Regions from separate parts of the Danio rerio genome. Here region 1 is linked to region 2. The links are chromatin contacts, called in public Micro-C maps. All regions are on one chromosome and are shown on one strand. The core of a region is the stretch at or near the end of the contact, and the rest is flanking DNA. Distances in the headings are between cores, read along the strand shown.

What was found. A called contact is a pair of places that touch in the nucleus more often than the background predicts.
Region 1: a contact with region 2 is called in a Micro-C map of caudal fin, with 7 times the contacts expected there. The contact joins the promoter of irak4 here to the enhancer-like site in region 2. A contact is called at or near these places in 2 of 18 Hi-C or Micro-C datasets (caudal fin and an unstated tissue).

The regions. Positions count from the first base shown.
Region 1 is chr25:720,785-723,484 of GRCz12tu, forward strand. It overlaps irak4 (interleukin-1 receptor-associated kinase 4), which reads left to right and starts at 1,394. Exons shown (of 10, transcript NM_200163.1): 1 at 1,394-1,672; 2 at 2,604-2,700. The coding sequence starts at 1,515. LOC141380852 (a long non-coding RNA gene) reads right to left here and starts at 740. Exons shown (of 5, transcript XR_012400150.1): 1 at 676-740.
Region 2 is chr25:619,632-622,331 of GRCz12tu, forward strand. The region is part of intron 11 of LOC101886654 (A disintegrin and metalloproteinase with thrombospondin motifs 20); the gene reads right to left. Among named protein-coding and RNA genes, the nearest start is that of irak4, 100 kb to the right of the region's middle. Within about 2 kb of position 1,265, at least 23 of the 62 cell types and tissues checked have an H3K27ac peak or open chromatin away from gene starts, as enhancers often do.

The sequences.
Region 1 (2,700 bases), core at 144-2,643, 100 kb after region 2:
ACACACACACACACACATAATTGAAAAAGACTCATTAAAAACAAAAACATTTTCAAGAGAGAAAGAAAGAAAAGATGAAAGAAATAAGAAAAATAAATAATTAGAAAGAAAGAGAGAAAGAAAGAAAGAAAGAAAGAAAGAAAGAAAGAAAGAAAGAAAGAAAGAAAGAAAGAAACTGCACATTAATCTTGATCTTGCTGTGGATTTTTACAAGATTTCAAAAGAAAACTAGGATTAAAACCTTTTCCTAAATCAAATAACAGGGCAAAGGAAAGAAAATGATCTGTTTTAGTCCGTCAAACTGCACTGATTGCACATTTCTGAACAGCAGTTTTGCTGAAAGACTCAATTCTATTCTTGATCTCTATTGACGCCCAGCGGCCACATATAAACGTTACATTATAAACAGCCTCAGTATAAATATTTTGCACACATGATGTCAAAACAAATCACAAGAAAACATTTAGTATTATTATATATTTGTACATAACATTACGATCCCACCTCTGCTGTGTCAGGGCCATGTTCTCTATAGAGACTATACACAACATGTCCGATTGATGAATGTTAATCGATTTTGTTTATAATACAGGACTGTTAATGCTAAATTAAGAAAATAAATTACATTTTAAAAGTGAATATAATTTGGGCACGGCGGCCAAACATGAATCTTACCAGTTAGATGAATTATATCCACATTTTGATCGACGACGACGAGTGAACGCCACACACACACACACACGCACGCACGCACGCACACACACGCACACACACCAGCAAATCATTTAACGTCAGATTCATCATTTGAAGAGTTATACGGTTTAAATAATCCACACGCACTACATTTTTAAATTTTATTAAATCTGAATGCAGAATCTTCGCATATTTCCACATATTTCTAACTTTTAAACGAGTTTAAACGATTGTTATGTTTGATTGATTTCATTTTCCCGCCTTCTTTAAACACACAGAAATAGCGAGCTGTGATTGGTCACGCTGCTTGTCAATCTGTACTGTGAAACATTTTTTATAATAATATTGATATTAATAATAATAATAATAATAATAATAATAATAATAATAATAATAATAAAAGACACAAAGTAATATATATATTGAGAAGAAAGAGAAGCAAATATTAATAAATATGTACATTTCTATTATTTTTTGGATTAAGAAATAACTATCACGTGACGTGTTACTTTGAACCAATCACGGTCGAGTTTCAGCCAAACTGTCAGCGTCCTCTTCAGAAATAGCTGCTTCGCCTCATAATTTTTAATATAAATAAATCACATTTTCTGCATAAAACTTGCGTTTTGTGAGCGATGACGTGTGGACATATCTGTTTACACTTTTTATGACGTCACACCACCGTGTAGTTTCAGTCTGAGGCGGATGTTGTGAGAGGGGGAAATGACAACAGACGAAGGAAGTTTCTCAATCTCGGAAAACACGAGTCTTCTGGAGCTCTGAGGGTTTTTATGACGGACAGTCAGCGGTAACGGGCTGGCATGAGTGACGTCACGCCGAACACACCGGTTCGAAAGCTCCGGTACTCCGCGCTAAGAGCTTTAGCAGACCTGCTGGACCCGCAGGACACCTGGAGGAGCATCATGGCGGACATCAGCAGACCCTGCGGGGAACCCAGATACACACAGATGCACATGAGGTACAAACACACACCAAACAACCTCATAAACAAGAGACAGACTGACAGACATCAATAGTATACAGAAACACACATACACTCTTCTCTTACACGCAGGCAGACAGACAAACATCATCACACACACATAGAGACAGACGGACATCAACACACACACATACACATCAGCAGACTGACAGACACAGAGACTGACAACACACAGACAGATATTCATCCACACACACACACACACACACACACACACACACACATCAACACACAGACCGACATCAGCAGACACAGACAGACATACACACACACACACACACACACACACACAGACTTCAAAACACAGACTGACAGACACAGAGACTGACAACACACAGACAGATATTCATCACACACACACACACACACAGACCGACATCAGCAGACAAACAGACTGACAACCACACACACACACACACACATATATGCACAGATGTCAACACACAGACTGACATCCACAATCACACACAGACTCACATCAGCAGACAGACTGACATCCACACACACACATAGACTGATATCCACACGCACAGTTTAACATCCACACATACACACACACACACACACATACAACATCACACGCACACACACTCAACATGAAAGAGAGACACACAGACATCAAAACCAACCTTCACTCACAGACAACTTGCATACACACGCACAACACTCACTCACAGACAACACACACACACACACACACTCAGACACAAAATAGACACAAGATACACACACACATAACACTCGCTCACTTTTTCCAGATTTATTTTTGCTGTTTACAATTGCGGTTTTGTACGGCTGCTCTGTTTGCAGTCCTCCTGTGCGTGTGTGTGTGTGTGTGTGTGTGTGTGTGTGTGTGTGTGTGTGTGTGTGTGTGTGAGTTTACAGTTCCATGTGTGTGTGTTTGCAGGCGGTTTGAAGCATGCGTCCTGCAGGGAAAGAGTCCCACCATGGAGCTGCTGTTCGACTGGGGAACCTCAGACTGCACTGTTGGAGATCTGGTGGAG
Region 2 (2,700 bases), core at 15-2,514:
AGTTGATGATGTGTGAAAGTGTCAGAAGGTGGATTTCTCCATGGATCATCTGCTGATCTGCATCAATCATCACCAATACTGCAGAAGACCTACTGGAACCAGCATGCACCAAGACTCTCACAGAAATCAGTCAAGTTTGGTGAAGGAGAAGTCATGGTTTGGGGTTTATTTAGTATGGGGGCGTGCGAGAGATCTACAACATCAACAGCCTGAGGTATCAAGACATCTGTGCTGCCCATTACATTACAAACCACAGGAGAGGGACAATTCTCCAGCAGGATAGCACTCCTGCTCATACTTCAGCCTCCACATCAAAGCTCCTGAAAGCAGAGAGTGCTCCAGGATTGGCCAGCCAAGTCACCAGACATGAACATTATTGAGCTGATGAAGGAGGAGGTGTTGAAGATGAACACAAAGACTCTTGATGAACTCTGGGATCCTGCTGAAGCTTTCTTCTTCATTCCAGATGACTTTATTAATCAGTGATGTGAGTCATGTCAGAGATGTATGGATGCAGTCCTCCAAGCTCATGATGGAGTCAGACACAATCTTCATTCTGTCTCCACTGCAGCAGGACTTTATATTCTATACTGGACATTATTTCTGTTCAGTGATGAGACTTTAGTCTGAGCAGAGTCAGACCGCACTGTCCTAATCAAATCAGTCAACATCAAGACATGATCAGATTTATTGAGCTCAAATCAGCAAAATCTAGAGGCCTTCACCTTTCATAGAGACACTTCTGATACCAAATCATCAACTAGAAGACAAACTGTTATTTGCTGTTCCTAAAACTTGGATAGGCGACAAGACTTTTGTCAGGTAGTGTATAGGGTGAAGCTTTACCCCAGACCGCTGCTAACGTTCCCTACAGTCCCCAAGCTGAAAAGAACAGCTTGCACAATTAAAATAAATGACCAACTTCAAGTTTAAAAGCCTGAGTGGGATGCCAGGATCTAAAACAAGTGCATGCTGGTGGTCTTCTCAATAGTGTTCTTGAAAAGCGCCCCCAGTTCTCATGCTATTGAGACCCTCCCACGAGCACGTATTCATGGCTCTTCAAAGGAGTGCGGATGGCGGACCGGCTCACCCTGGAGATGACAGGAGCCGGATTGACTGCCTGTGCTCGCTCACTAGCAAGGGAGGGAGGGAGGTGTTGGTATTTATAGACGGCAAGTGATGGGACGCCCTTGTTAGCGTAGGGCTCAGTGATCCGGATGACAGACCGGCCGCGGGGTCATGTGACCACATTACTCAGTCCAGAACCCTGCGAGGGAAGCAGCGGAGAATTCAGGACAGAGAGAGAAAGAGGCCTAGGGGACGAGGGGGGAACGTTAGGGGACTACAAAGAATCAAAGCAATTATGATCCTCACGCTGAGACCATCACGTCGCTCTTCTCTTCCTCCAGATTTAGATTCTTATTGTTGGTATTATGATGTTGTTATTGTTGTTAAGGCCACGAGCGGTTGTGTAAGACAGTGGTTCCCAACCTTTTTAGCCTGAGACCATCTTTTTCCCTGAAAATATTGTAAGGCCCCTTCAAATTTAATGATATTTTCGCTAGTAAGTATTTAAAAAAAAGACGGTTTGTTTGTCACTATATCTAGATATGTTAATGCACAAATATTAGCTTAATGTAAAATCTACAAGCAAAACATCAGTGGCCATTTGTATTAGGTACATCTTGCGGTATTGAGGATGACTCGTCAGCAAATGTCTTATTAATTTGGACGCTCTCATGCGTTCGTTAGTATGAACTTTCGCTCATTATGAAAACATAGTACCATGTACGTTTCTGGAGACAGCGAAATACGTCTCGGGAGGTATGCATTTGTGCAGTTTTTGTTTATGTGAATCCGCGAGAGGCTTTTTCATATCTCGAACGTCTCTCGCGAACGCCGCTGTTCGTCCGACTGGCTGAATGATTGACTGGGCAACCAGCCAATCAGCCGACCCACCCTCCCCCTCCTCCCCTAAACTCAAGCAGTTTTACTGATTGACCCACCCCCCCGCTCACTTCCCTAAACCCAACCAACAATTTGCCAAAAAGCCGTCCAGAAAAAGAAAAGCCCTCGTCTGATTTTTTACCCTGTTTTCGGATTTGACCACATTCTCAGCCTGTTATTCACTTGTTCACTTTTTTTTTTAATACTGTTTTTTTCTTATCTGATTTCTGAAACCGCTCTTCCCGGACTCGAACCCGGTCGTGATCAGCTCCCCTCTGCGTTTCAAGTCGGCCGACGTACGCGACGAGCTAACCGGACAAACTGGTTGCGGTGGGAAAGCCCTTCACACTGAGGTAAGCGGTCAGCCGGCAAGCGCGAAAGGGAACAGAGTCACACCGGCTCGTATCGTTCGCTTACAAAAGTGAAATGCAGCCACACAAACTTCTGGCTACATAATTTGCTGTCTCCAGAAACGTCCCCGGGACTACGTTTTCAGAATGGATAATGCACTGTGGCTGGGTCAGGAACTCTTTGCTTCGAGAAAATAAAACCACAGTTCAGGTAACTATCTTGATGTTTCCAGTTTTGCTAGCGCTGTGACTCAATATCCGGCTCCGTCACCTGCTCCAGTGCGCTTGGGTCATTAATATTAGCTGCTGAAGGGGAATCAGTGAGAGTTTTTTGTGGAGCATGAATTACAAAATGGGCCATTTTTGGGCCAGCCAGGTGATAAAATAACCTATGGAAACATAA